Regions from separate parts of the Pan troglodytes genome. Here region 2 is linked to region 1. A link is a contact called in public Hi-C data. All regions are on one chromosome and are shown on one strand. Each heading gives the region's core, a stretch centred on a gene start, on an enhancer-like site or on the middle of the called end of the contact. The rest is flanking DNA. Distances are from core to core; before and after follow the strand shown. Region 1 holds the start of TRIB2 (tribbles pseudokinase 2). Region 2 has its middle 180 kb from the start of LPIN1.

What was found. Hi-C and Micro-C count contacts between places; a contact is called where the count stands out from the background.
Region 2: a contact with region 1 is called in a Hi-C map of stem cell-derived neural progenitor cells, with 6 times the contacts expected there. The contact joins the enhancer-like site here to the promoter of TRIB2 in region 1. A contact is called at or near these places in 1 of 7 Hi-C or Micro-C datasets (stem cell-derived neural progenitor cells) and 1 of 1 datasets of contacts at active chromatin or transcription factors (stem cell-derived excitatory neurons).

The regions. Positions count from the first base shown.
Region 1 is chr12:110,156,009-110,163,709 of NHGRI_mPanTro3-v2.0_pri, forward strand. It overlaps TRIB2 (tribbles pseudokinase 2), which reads right to left and starts at 3,496. Exons shown (of 5, transcript XM_063789287.1): 1 at 3,407-3,496; 2 at 2,727-3,160; 3 at 1,834-2,089.
Region 2 is chr12:111,009,913-111,016,859 of NHGRI_mPanTro3-v2.0_pri, forward strand. No RefSeq gene overlaps it. Among named protein-coding and RNA genes, the nearest start is that of LPIN1, 180 kb to the right of the region's middle. Within about 2 kb of position 1,394, at least 8 of the 24 cell types and tissues checked have an H3K27ac peak or open chromatin away from gene starts, as enhancers often do. A contact at or near this core is called in stem cell-derived neural progenitor cells, where this site is marked.

The sequences.
Region 1 (7,701 bases), core at 2,246-4,745:
GATGACCTCTGTCAAGCAGAACAATGATACTGCACTTAAATCCACTTGCAGCCACACTGTAATTGGTGAGGGGCTGATTCAATCTTTGCAATAACTAAACCAGCAGATTAAGTCCAATTTGAGGCCAGAGCACAAGTCTGCAAATGACACTGTAAGGTCAGCCCAAAGTGAAATATGTCTTGCAAAATCTGGAGAAAGAATGAGCAGAGGCCAGAGTCACCTCTGATTTTAAACAAAGAAGTAACAGCCAGATGCCCCTGCAGAATTTGGCTGCAGAATCCCTATACTTAAAAGCATCTCCAGCCTTTGAAAAATATTAAAATGCTGTACTGAAGTTGAGCAAAAGGAATGAAAATATTCACTGCTGGGTGATTGTGCATATTTCATACAAGAGTGGCAGTTCTGTGGAATTCATTCATTTCAAAGGATGACTATCCTATTGTGCAACCTTGCAGACTTCTGAGAATTCAATCCAGCTACTGAATTTTGGTTAACCGGGCACAGTTGCTCTGGGTCTCAATAACTTAGAGAAGATGCAAAATACCAAATGCTCAGTACAAGCAAAGGGCAACATTTAAAGAGTCTCCGATTTCCCCCTAAGGGCTGAACTGAACAATCGCAAAACTGACTGGAGATCTCCACTAAACCCAAATTTTGCAATGAAATACTCCAGTCCACTAGGAAATAAGGCAAGTCCACAAAGTAGTCTGTGGTGAATGGCAAAAGCGCGATGTGTTATTTGCAGCACAACCGTGCCCAGTGACCATTTCAAAGGCAGAATGGGTCCCCCACTCTCCCCTTACCCCCTCAAAAAAAAAAAAAAAAAAAAAAAACAGTCAGCAAATCTAAAATTAAGTGACAAAGATTCCTTGATCTAGGTCCAATTCTGGGTAGTAGTATGCTCTATTATAGTTATTTTCTTTTTTGCAACTATTTCGCCCCTCATCCACTTGTCTGGGGCCCGGTGGGTGCACACAAAGATACACAGACACACATATACATAAACCAGTCACTGTTCAGGGTTAAAGACAAAAAAGGAAACCGAAGTGTCCATCGCAGTGGTATTACCACTGCGGATCCCTAGGGCTCCAAACGGGAGCCTCTTAACCTTACAGGCAAAGGTGTGTGTTCAGGGGGGCACGGAAGAGAGGGGATGAGCAGACAGGGAAGTCTAGAGATGGGGAGAGAGACCAAGACCAGAGAGAAAGACCCAAAGCATTCACTATTCACCAGAAAGTGCTCAGGCTTTGATTTCCACCCCAACCCTCCTTTCAAGGCTCCAGGCAGAAGAAAGGTCTTTGTAAACTCCTTCCCTGCGCTGGGCCCCTGGGCTCAGCCGAAGGGGGCACCTTTGTGTGTCTGTTTTAAAGGGTACCTTCGGAACAAAGGTTTAACACCTGCCCGCTGCTAAGAACAATGGCTGCGAAAAGAACGAAGTCATCAGTCTTAAAATTACCGGGGGATTCCCTAATCCTTGTTGGAAGGGGAGGGGGCTAGACACAGGAAGAAATCCCCCCCGGGCAGCGGGACCCGGCCTCGCGCAGAGAGCTCCTGGAGCCTTCGGTGCACGCGTGTCCGTGGCCCCCGCGCAGTCCCGCCGCCCTCCCCTCCCCGGGCTCTCCCCGAAACGCCCCCACTGCAGCCCGCCCCATTGTCTGAAACGGTCTAAAAACTTCGCAACTTACCGAACCTGAGCAAATAAATAAATAAACCCATTTAATAAGGCCACGATAATTATCCCGCGAATCTCCCTCTCCCAGACTCGAGGGCCTGGCGCCCTCCCGCTCCCTCGGGCCCCTTCCAAAGACAAAAAGCAACCCACTGGCCCTTTACCTTGCACACCAGCTCCTCTCCGCTGTGCAGATGCACGGCACGAAAAACGTGGTCTCCCTCCAGAGGTTCCAACAATAAGTATTTCCCGATACAAGAAACGCAATGCGACAAGTTCGGAGTCTCGGGCGGGCTCGGGGAGCCGAGGTTCGGGCTGAAACTCTGGCTGGGCTCCGCGGACCTTATAGACGACAACTCTTCGAAATCCTGGGTTTTGTTCCGCGATCTCCCATATCTCGCTATTGTGATGGGGGTAGACCTGTGTATGTTCATGAGTGTGAGGATCGCACACGACAAACAAAAAAAAAACCCGCTGGAGAGATGAGTCGCTGGCGAGTGCGGCTGCAGGCGCCTCGGTGCCACTGATTTTAAAAGGGAGCGAGAGGGGAGGGGACAGAAGAGGGGCTGCGTGGAGAAAGAGTTAGAAGCCCCCAAATGGGCGCCGCTGGATACCTCGTCTGCTCCGAGCCCGGCTCCCGGGGGTCCTCGGTCGGCAGGCAACTCGGGTCTTTTTGTTACCCCAAAGCAGTCGGCGATGTGCAGAATCGCCGCACTTTTAGTTACTCTGTGTGTGTGTCCCCGGCGTGGATCTGGATGAGTACCCTGGCTGCTAAGGTGCGGAGCTGCAGCGCCAGGGCTCCCGACGCGACCCCCAGGCCGGCTTCCGAATCGCAGACGGGGCGGAGGAGCCCGCGGTAGTTTGTGCAGTCTTCGGGGCGCTCACGGCGGCGACTCAGTCCCAACGCGTTAGAAGCCAAACAAAAAGAGAAAGGAAACAAGCACGGGTCTACCGGCTGGCGACGCACGGCAGCCAGAATCCGCGCTGCACCCCCTTTTTTTGGTGGAAAGGGTGGGGGGCGTGTAAGGGGGGGGTGCGGGAGAGGGCAGTTACCTACGTTTTAACTGTAGATGGCGTCTGAGGCTTTTCCAAGATCGCGAGCTCTCCAAAAATTAAACAAACAAACAAAAAAAAGAAAAATTGCAAGGGAGCATTTAACTTGGTGCGGTCAGCGCTGCCAACAAAAGATTGCAAAAGCTGGGCACAGAGTTGCGGCGCGGGCTGGGCGCAGGTACCGCGACAAAGCCCTGGGCTCGGCCCGCCGCGCGGAGGTCAGCACAGGCTCATGCTGTCGCCGCTCGCTCGCGCCCCAGGTCTTCCTCCGAATGCAGCCAGACGTGCAGGAGAGAACGAGGACAGATCGGCGGTCTCCGATTTCGCCGGCACGAGCTTGCGGGGGTCCTGCGGGCGCTGCAAGGGGAGCTGCGTCCCTGGCCCTTCCAACGCGCGGCGTTCCTTTGCCCCTTTCCCGCTGGAGAACTGGATCTCGTCCTGGAATAATTTGCAATCACCCCGTCTCCCCCTACCCCGAGACCAAATTGCCCGGTGGGGTTTGTTTTGGAGAAAATTGACGGCTTGTCTCCTCCTTCTTTGATTTCTTGCTTGCCCGCCCCCCCCCAGAGAAAAGAGGGGACCGTGTATTTAAAAATTAAAGGGGACGGCCGACGGTGCCCGAGGCCAATCCCCGCGCTCAGCACGCCCGCATCCCCCGGCGAGGCGGTATTAATAGTTACTTACGTGGCCGGGGATCTCGGAGCGAGCGGGGCCGTGAGTGCGCGTGTGCGCGCGCGCGCCTCGCTCGCGCTCGGTCTCCCCATTCAATGTCACCGACACATTTCCACGGAGCCTCCGCCCCCCCCCCCGCCGCCCCCGCGACTGGCTCAGCCCAGAGCCGGCCCCGCCCCGCCCCCGCCCGGGCCCCCCTCATTGCGCCGGGCGCCCATCAATCAGCCCCGCCGCTGCCAGTCCTCGGGCGGCTCCCCGCGCCGCTGCCATTGCAGCTCCGTGTCGGGGGCGCCAGCACCGGCCTCGGAGCTCCCTCGCCCGGCCGGGGAGGTAAACAAAGTGAAATATCCTTCCGCGGCCCGGGGCCCCGGGCGCAGCACGCTGGGTGTCGGCTGCGAGCCCAGCTGCGGGCGGCTGGGCCGGGGTTACCAGCAGCGACTCCCGAGCCGTTCCCCACACGCTGCTCCCGCAGCGCCCGCTCCAGCTCTTCGTAGCTCGTTCATGTTCCTGGCGCTTTTCCCCAGAAAGCCAGGCACGCTCTGAGCATTGGGCCCCCAGGCTCAGATGTGGCCCTGAATGAGGAGCTCTGTTTTGGAAGAATGCGCTTGCATCGGTATTGCTGCCTGGAGTTTCGAGAATTCGTTTCATGGTATCTCTCCGACACCCTCCTCTCTATTTAAAAGGAAATCCATTGCTTCCTTTTAGTTGGTGTCACCGCTTGCCCCCGATCCCCACATCCTGGGCTTGTATTTCTAGTGTTTTCAGCAGAAGAGGAACTGAAGGCATCTTTTGACTCAGGTCAAATTTAATCACTAATTCTTCCCTTCCCAGTGCATTGCCTGGAGGGCCTTGGAGGCCAAGCTAGACAAAACTTTGCACCCACACCTCCAGGGAGCGCTGTTGGGTCCTATCCAGGGTGCTGGGCGTCCTGAGTCCTCTTCTGTTAGCCAGGTGAAGGCTGCAGTTTCACGCCCCACTCCACCCCCCATTTCGCCACCCCCCCGAATTATTCCTAACTTCCTTGGGAGATTCCAGTCCGCGGGCTTGGACAGGAACACAGGAAGAAAGGGGCTTGAACTCAGGCAGAGGCTTCAAACGCCAGCCTTGATCTAAGATATCCTGGTGAATGAGAAGCGATCTAGTAGAGGACAAACTTAAAAAAAAAAAAATCCCAAGGAACTGAGAAAGGGGAGTTGGGACGACTCCTGGAGCCCTCTGAGCTTTTGCATGCGCGTAGTATATTTTCCACTGGAGGAGGGGACTAAATTATTGTCCACTGTAGGACACTTTCAGTAAAAGAAGGGAGCTATTTATAATTATGTCCACTTGGGACAACAGTCACTCTAATGATCAGGAGTCCTGGGAATGTGGCCAGAGATGGAGAGGACATTGACTATAAAGCTTCCACCCTGCAGCACAGAGTTAAAAGGAAGGTTAAGAAGTGGACCCGTGCCTTCCAGCACCTCTCACCATCCTACTCCCCACAAATCTGCCTAGGATTCAATCCCAGATCCCAGCAGAATAGATCTATTTCTCTAGGCGATCACCAGGACCACTGACCGAGCAGGGTCCCCTAATCCAGTCTTACCCCAGGAAGACACTTGGCCTGTGTTAGGAACAGTCTCGAAGCAACCCCTGCTGTTGAGTCAGAAAGAGAGGTGCCTAGCCTCCTCTATGCAGTGGCCAAGAGAGCTTTGTAATAATTAGGGGTTGGGACACCTGTGTGCTAGCCCTGGCTGGGTCTCTGATTTCAAATGGAAATTGGGTGAAGACCTTGTTTTTTCTCCCTAGGTCCCTGTTTCTTCATCTGTAAGATGAGAAGCATAATACCCGCCCTGCTCACCTCCTGTGGTTGCTTTAGAATTATATTTTCAATTCCAGGAAATCTATGAAGGCTTACTATAAGCCGGGCTCTGTGCTGAGTGTTAGGGATCCAATATGAGTAAGATCTGGTCTCTGCCACCCAAGAGCGCAGGGTCTAGCCCGGCAGAAAGACTGGGAAACAAATAATGTCATTGTGTAACAATGTGGCAATTAGAATATCAAGGCCTCAAGGGAGCATGGAGGAGGGAATGACTTTTCCTGAACCTCAGGGAGTTTTCCCAGAAAATGTGATTTTTATTACCTTGAACTAATCCAGAGCAAATATTTATTGAAACCTACTATGTGCCAGACACTGGATATGAAGATACAATGATTTAAAAAATATATTTCCTGTCTTCATGGACCTTGAAATAGCCCTATGAGTCATAAAATAAAATGAATAAGAGATTGTTGTTGGCATTTCAGGCAGAGGGAAGGAATGTGGAAAAGCAAGGGAGTGGGATGTTCTGAAATTTCTAGTAATGCACTATGTTCTAGCAGTGGCAGCTGGGAGCAGTGGCCAGGCATGTGGCTGGCAAAGTGGACTGACTGGGATTAGATCGGGAAGGGGTTGATAGACACAACTAGCAACAGTGGTCTTCCTAGTAGAGGAGATGGCGAAGCACGGCTGACATTGGGAAGTGACATGTGGGATTTAGATCCTGCTGCAGATCACAGGGAGTAGATACTACTGGGCTTCCAAGGAAAGAGAGAGCAGAAATAGTATAAACCTCTAGTGATGCTGTACAGGATTAATAGTGAATTTATGACTTGTGATGAAATTACACAGTGGCCATTCTCCTGCCTGTCCTTGAAGGCCAAATTCATGGCTTAGTGCTATGTTTGTTGATTAAATTCACGGAGCTATTGCAGTGCAGGATAAATTAGATAATTTGTATCAAGTGCCTTAAATATTTGTTATGTCTGTTAACTCGGTAATTCTTAGCAAATTGGAAAAGAAAAAAGCATGTAGTAGGAAGATCTGGGTGGGGATCTTTATTCATTCACTTTTTAGCCATATGACTTTGGTCAAGTTTGGAATATTTTAATCTATAAAGTGAAATTACAATAGAAATTTTGTCTTAATGTATAGCAATTATGGAAGATGTGTATAAAGCATCTGGCACAATGTCTTGCCTATAATAAAAACTCAAGGCCGGGTGTGGTGGCTCACACCTGTAATCCCAGCACTTTGGGAGGCCAAAGCGAGCCGATCACGAGGTCAAGAGATCGAGACCATCCTGGCCAACATTGTGAAACCGCGTCACTACTAAAAATACAAAAATTAGCTGGGCATGGTGGCACATGCCTATAGTCCCAGCTACTTGGGAGGCTGAGGCTGGAGAATTGCTTGAACTTAGGAGGTGGAGGTTGCAGTGAGCCGAGATCACGCCACTGCACTCCAGCCTGGCAACAGAGCAAGACTCCATCTCAAAAAAAAAAAAAAAGCAGCCGTTACTATTTTACTATTGTTGTTGTTGGAATTCATCCACAGAAAGCAATCCAACATGAAGTAATAGTAATAGATAACATGTTTACAGTATTGGCAAGGTGTGTGGGAGTTGTTAAGCATAGTTATAAGAATGGTCCTATACAGTATGCAACAATAATAAAATATGTGGCAATTAAAAAAGGATTATATAATTACAAGGGGATATATTTAAACCAGTCTACTCTGCAGTAGGACAAATCCGGTTGTCTTGGGTCAGTAACATGTTGTGCATGTTTTCTAGAACATTCTTTATTCTGAAATATATTTAGCTGCTCCTTCACTCACTCATTCACTTTATTGCTCATTAGTTCATTCATTTACAAACACACAGTGGGCCTCTGCTAAATGTGAAGCCCTAAACTAAGTGCTGTGTGTGTTGATCAAATAATAATAAATGCTTTTAGAGAAGAAACCATAAGACTACTATATCACTTTAAGGCCTTTACCATATGTGACAACATTTCCCGTGTTTCAACTCGGGCAGCAAGTCATGTGTAGGCTCAAAACTATTTGACAAACTTCTAGTTTAAGTTGTAGAGAGTTTCACGTCATGCTGATGTGCATGCAGACTGTGGCCTGCTGAACTCCAGAACATTCCATTCTCACTGACAGCTCTGTGAATGAAACCCTGAAGTTGTGCAAAATGCAGTTGTCCTGGTCTGTTTGGGCTGCTATAATAAAATATACGCTGGTGGCACATAAACAACAGAAATGTATTTCTCACAGTTCTAGAAGCTGGAAAGTCCAAGTCGAGGCATCAGCCCGTTTTGTGTCTGGTAAGGGCCAGAGTCCTGGTTCATAGATGGCACCTTCATACTGTTCTCACGTGGTGGAAGTGGCAGGACAGCTCTCTGGGGTCTCTTTTATAAGGACACTAACCTTATTCTTGAGGTCTCTGCCCTCATGACCTTATCACCTCACAAAGACCTCATGTACTAATACAATCACATTG
Region 2 (6,947 bases), core at 144-2,643, 850 kb after region 1:
TGAGTGTGGGAGTGCCGGGGGTGCCCAAGGGATCACCTGATGCCCAACACATTTCCTCCTGCCCCCACTGTGAAGCATTATGAAAGCAGCAGCTCACTGTTTCCTCGTGATGAGCACGGTTCATTACTCTATTTTGTTTGTTTCTTTCTTTCTTTTTGAGACAGAGTCTTACTCTGTCACCCAGGCTGGAATGCAATGGCACGATCTCGGCTCACTGCAACCTCCATCTCCCAGGTTCAAGCGATTCTCCTGCCTCAGCCTCCCGAGTAGCTGGGAATACAGGTACCCACCACCACGCCCAGCTAACTTTTTAGTAGAGACGAGGTTTCACTATGTTGGCCAGGCTGGTCTCAAACTCCTGACCTCAGGTGATCCACCCGCCTCGGCCTCCCAAAGTGCTAGGATTGCAGGCATGAGCTACCATACCTTGCTGGGTTCATTACTCCTACCGAGGTAGTAACTCCTTTCCTTGCCCAGTGATCTATTGGCACATGAACCCAAAATGACCTGGCAGCAACTGCAGCTTTACCTTTAGTGGGCTCTTTACTGTATTCCCTGATGGTATTAATAATTATTTCCCCTCCGGGCACCAAGAGCTTTAGATCCTCAGAGCCTAAAGTTGCAGAGACAGACACAAATCCCCACGTGATTGCTCGGGGTGATGGGGAGCAGAGCCACTGCTGCTTCCATTTCGGGGTTCCTGGACCCACCCCTTCCATCTATTCTGCAGCAGGGCTCACTCCAGGGACTACACCTGCTCTGTCTTCTCACTCCCCTTTGCGCAGACTTTGAGAGCAGGGTTCATTTGTATTGCTCTGCGTACATACACTCACTCCCACTGCCCTGCATCAGTAAGGCCACTGATGGAGGAGAAAGGTGCTTTCACATGCCACATATGCCACACCTCTGAGTGGTATGGCTCATTTTCCTCAAGCAAAATATCAGGACCATGGTCCTAATACCTAACACCAGGATGATGGGTCAGGATGTTAAATTGGGGCCAACTCAGGATATCTACAAAAGCAAAATGGCTACTCAATTTGGGTAAAGAGCTGGCAAAGTTAAAAAATATCATAAGCAGTCTATATGTGGTCAGGAAGAAGGGGGACACCGAAGACCAGGATATATAAAGGCTCTGATCCTGGCGGAAATTCAACTTTGGAAATTAGGCTCATTTCTCTGCCAGGCCAGGCTCCCCTTATCTGGAAATCAGGGCAGCGAGATTGTCACCTGGGGTCACATCAATGCACCAGGTCTCTGTCCCAAGGACCACAGTCTGTCCAGGCTCTGGGAGTGGAGGATGGGCTGGGCAGGGCGTGTGTATGGAATGTGCTAGACAATGGCCAGCTCCCTGGCCACAGCCAACCCTGAATATCCTGCCTTGGCCAGAAGGGTCCTGGAGAGGAAGCAGACACAGAACAATTGGGAAAGGCCTAAAAACCGCAGGAGTCGGCTGAATACAGCCAAGAGGCTGCCCAGTGATGCAATTCATGGGAGACAAAAAAAAAGAAAGAAAGAAAAGGAAAAAAAAAGAAAGAAAGAAAAAAGAGCCCTCCAATCCTACCCAGGAGCATTCATCATTCAGCGTGACCTTCCAGGAATCTGCTGACAGACACAAAGTGTTTTGTGTAACTTTCTGCCTGGGACCTGGAATGACTGACGCGTCCCAGAGAAGGGGTGGAAGGGAGCTGGATGGTGGGGAGACTGGGGGAGGCGGGCAGCCTCGGTTCCCTGCAGGGGATTGTTGGGCACCATCTGCTGGTGGCAAGGGGAACGACACCCCACCTCTGACCCAACAAAGGAAAGCAATGTCTTGGGAAGCAAGTACTGAGGGAGGGCGTCAGGGAGAGGAACACAAACACACTTCTCACCTGCTGAGCCAGAGGCTTCCACAGGTACCTTCTGGTTAGGAAAGAGTTGCTATGCCCATCTTACAGATGGGAAACTGAGGTTCAGGGAGGTGATTAATTTCACCAAGGGTAAGAATGGACGAATTGGTTGCCATTGAATAACCATTCCTTGTTCTGAACTCATTCGCAGAGGCTGGAATAGTTCCTGGAACATAAATGCTGGCTGAGTGAATGGCTGAATATGGCTTGAGAGGTAACTTGTGTTTTTGTACTATGCCTGTCTGAACCCAACAAAATAGGAAAAAGTCAATGCAAACCGAGAGTGGTGGCTGCGATTGCAGATGGCTCTCCGGAAACGCCCAGTGCGTGACATCCTCCCCGCCTCCTGTTTCATCTGACAAGATTACAAACTACTTCAAAGCCTAGGGTAGGTTTTACTCCTTGTTGACCTCAACGTAGCATTTAGCTGTCCTGGAGGGGCCACAGAAGGAAGAAAGACGATGGAGCTGCATAGGCAGGCACCAGATTTCAAAGAGTCTCAAACCGGTGCAAGGTGACAGGTGACAGGCTACCACTGAAGTTCTGAAGAACCCTTTGTTATTGTGACAGCTTTTCGCCAGCCACCCAGTTGTTTCATGTCTCAGTGGAGGACCCTTTTCTTCTCAAAGGTCTAGTGATATTCAGGTACATCAAGCTTTTTCATGCTGAATTCTACCAACATGTCCATCCATCCCGTCCTAATCCCACCCCCCGACACACACACACACACATCCTTCCCCCAAACACAGAAACATACCTACACACCAACACTCCTACACACAGGCAAAAACTTCACCAGTCATCAACTGTTACACGGTAAACATCAACATCTCTAAACGCTGAGATCGGTAACATCTTTGAATCTTTGCAATTAATTCCTCCATTATCCATTATTCCTCCGTTCTCTCTGACTGGGATGAATATCGCCCTCTGGCAAACTCCCGTTCAACCGTCAAGGCCTATCTCCAACATCACCCCACTCTTTGAAACCTTTCCCTACCCCATCACCATTTAGTGTTCCCTTCTCTGACTACCCGGGGAATATGTTTGGAGTTGACAATAACACTTAAAGCATTGTCTTCATGTGTGCATGCTGTTGAGGTAAGTAGTAAGAGTTCATTGAATGAATAAATGAACAAATGAACACAGTTTCTTAAAATCCTCTAAGAAAAAGAAAAGGAATTGAGCCCACTGGAAAGGGAACCTGGCCATCACCAGCCGCTGCAATTCTAGATTTGGACCCAGGCAGCTCTCAGCCCCTTGGCCTGACCTGGCACCTTTCCATAGATGTGACTGACTGCCCTTCTCAATGTGGGAGGGAAAAGGGAGGCCCCTAACTAATGGAGGGAAATGCACAACTAGTCATCGAGAAAAATTACCTTCAAAAAACAGCAGCATGTCAGAAGCTCTGAGAGCTGAAAGTTTCAACATCCAGCAAATCTCCCCAGACACTTTTAGGCCAGCATTGAACACTCATTTCTTGTTCTCAGGCTCTGACCTGTCTTGGTATTTACCTAGAAAAGATGACTTCCAGACTGCCTGAGAGACATGCACCGTGACTATTGATTAAATGAATGATTTTTCGATGAGAACATGAAAATAGCCAAAAACCAGTAGTCAATCCACTCATCCAAGATTTTCAGCCTTGTCCCGAGCCCCTAAGTTCTGGATTGGAATGATCCCTCCAGGAAGAAGAAGGACACCAACATTTACTGAGCATCTACTATGCCTCTGCCACTGTAGCTGCACAGCTTGGCTTCAGGGTAGATGTTATCCTTTCCTGACAGATTAGGAAACAAGCTCAGAGAGGTGAAGTAATGTGCCCAAGGGTACTCAGCTTGTCTGTGGGGCAGCAGGGCTCACTCCGAGGGCATCGAGGCCAGTGCCCTGCCCACTCCACAGCCTCTCCCTGCACACTGAGGGGGCTAGAGACCAGGTAGGAGAGACTACTCACTTCCTTGGGTTATTTTTCTCTAAATTACCCCTTCTCGACTCCTCATCCCACGTGGGAATGATATCAACTCTGAAAAGGGTTTGAGAGAAACTTCTATCTACTGAGAGAGAAACAGCAGAAAGGACAGCAGAACTGGAACCCATTGTTATTCATTCAACAGGCACGTGTGCTGCAGGCCCACTGTGGGCCAGGTGTGGACCGGTGGAGAGTTGATGCAAGGCCTGCCTCCAGCGGGGCTCTGCCCATCCCATCCTTGGCACAGCATGGGAGAACCAACACAGCCCACTCCTTAACTGGGGAACATAATACTAACTAAGCTTGCAACTAGACATGCCACCAGATTTAACTAGAGCTTGGCAAAGACAGAAAAGCCAGAAGATCGCATCTTGCTGGCTGTGAAACTAAGTTTCAGGCTAGCAAACCCTTGCTCAGCCTTCCAGAACAGTATTACCATGAAGCGTTCAGAAACACTCATTGCAAAAGCCAAAAATCACCTTATTTGGGGAACATAGAGGCAAGGAAAAATGCTGAGTGTGGATCTTATAGAGAGAATAGCTGGCACATCCAAACAGCAAGACCTTCCCTCTGGGAGAGCAGAATCCCCATCAGCAGCAGAGATATTTGCACCTTTATTTCCCATTTATTTATTCATTAACAAAAATGCATAGAGTGACTACCAGGTCCCAGGCCCTGTCCTAGGCACTGGAGCTGCAGCAGGGACAAAATGGACCAAATGTCTCAGCCACACATGGCTCACATGCCAGTGGGAGAAGACAGGTAAAACCAGGAAGTAAATCCTAAGCAACTCAGGAAGACAATAAGCCCCATGGGGAAGCTGTAGTACAGCAGGCAAAAGGGCCAAGAAGTGCAGGTGGCTCTGTGCAGCACTCAGAGAGTACAACCATGGGAGAGACATGCTTCTGGTCCCCTCTGAGGAGCTGCTGAATAGTACCTGAGTCAGAGCCATTTATAAAAGCAGTGGCAGATGCAAGATGCCCTCATGGAAATCTGCACAAGGGTTCAAGAGTCAGAGAAAGAGACCCCATATTCTTCCTGGATGGATAAAGGAAGGCTTCCTGGAGGAGATGGCTTGTGAACCAATGTTGGCCAGCAGACCTGGGGCACTGGCTCATTTCAGCCCACAGTCAAAGGCATAAGTGCCCATGAGCAGATGTCAGTCCCCGGCAGCATTGTCTAGCCTAGTGTGTTAGTTTGCTAGGGCTCCTGTAACAAATATCACAAGCTAGGTGGCCTAAAACAACAGAGATTTATTTACTTCCTCACAGTTCACATCCAACATCAAGGTGTTGGCAGGGTTGGTTCCTTCCAAGGCCTCTGATATGGTTGGGCTGTGTCCCCACCCAGATCTCATCTTGAACTGTAACTCCCACAATTCTCACGTGTCATGGAAGGAACCCAGTTGGAGGTAATTGAATCATAGGGGCAGGTCTTTCCCATGCTGTTCTCATGATAGTGAATAAGTCTCATGAGATCTGATGGGTTTAAAAATGGGAGTTTTGCTGCACAAGCTCTCTCTGCCTGCTGCCATCCATGTAAGATGTGACTTGCTCCTCCTTGCCTTCCACCATGATTCTGAAGCCACCCCAGCCAAGTGGAACTGTAAGTTCATTAAACCCTTTTTTTTTTTTTTTTTTGAGATGGAGTCTCTGTCGCCCAGGCTGGAGTGCAGTGGTGTGATCTTGGCTCACTGCAGCTTCTACCTCCCAGGTTCAAGAGATTCTCCTGCATCAGCCTGTTGAGTAGCTGGGATTATAGGCATGCACCACCATGCATGGCTAATTTTTTTGCTGTTGTTGTATTTTTAGCAGAGATGGTGTTTCACCATGTCCTCTAGGCTGGTCTTGAACTGCTGACCTCAAGTGATCCACCTTCCTTGGCCTCCCAAAGTGCTGGGATTACAGGCACAATTACTGGGATCCACCACACCCAGCCTAAACCAATTTCTTCCCAGTCTTGGATATATCTTTATCAGCAGCATAAAAACAGACTAATACAGCCTCTCTCCTTGGTGTGCCAATGGCTCAGACAGCCACCTTCTCCATGTCCCCACGTGGCCACCCCTCTTGCTCACATCCTGGTTGCCCTGTGTGTCCCAATTTCCTCCTCTTCCAAGTCATGGGTCAGATGGGATTAAGACCCACCCTAAAGTCCTTCTTTTAGTTTAATCACCTTTTTTTAAGGCTTTATCCCCAAATGCACTCACATTCTGTGAGGCTGAGGGTTAAGGCTTCTACCAGTGGATTTTGCAGGGACACAGTTCAGCCCGTACATAACAACTAGCTCGCCAAGAAATAAGTGCCTGCTCTGGGTCACACGCTCTCTCTGCAGGGAGGTGTGTTCCAGTGAAGTCTGTGAATTGGTGCACCTGGGACCATGAACTCCACCTTATCCTACAGCCCCTCCCTCAGTGACTGCTGCACTCTCCCCCCTTGTTGGTGCATGGTCACCCTCGACTATAGACTTCTCCAGGGTTCCCACCAGGAGCACAGCAAAGCTTCTCTGTATCATCTTTTATCTCAACAAAAACAATGCACCTCCCACTCCACAGCCTTGGCCCAAAGGGCATGGTCAGGAAAGATAGGCCAACCACCATCCTGCTCCACCTCCCTCTCTTCTCTTTCTCATGTGCTTCTGGACATGAAGGGGCAGACTTTCAGCTTTCTCATCCACTCTGGAAGGAACTTCCTCTAAGCAGAGGTCCCCAGCCCCTGAGCCACAGACTGGTAACAGTCTGCAGTCTGTTAGGAACCAGGCCGCACAGCAGGAGGTGAGTAGCAGGCAAGGGAGCATTACTGCCTGAACTCCACCTCTTGTCAGATCAGCAGCAGCATTAGATTCTCATAGGAGCACAAACCCTACTGTGAACTGTGCATGCAAAGGATCTAGGTTGCATGCTCCTTATGAAAATCTAATCCCTGATGATCTGAGGTGGAACAGTTTCATCCTGAAACCATACCCTCAACCCCTGGTCCATGGAAAAATTGTCTTCCATGAAACCACTGCCTGGTACCAAAAATATTGGGGAGCGCTGCTCTAAAGCATATTCTCCTGCCTCCCTAGGCTCCAAGCCTCTGCTTTACTGA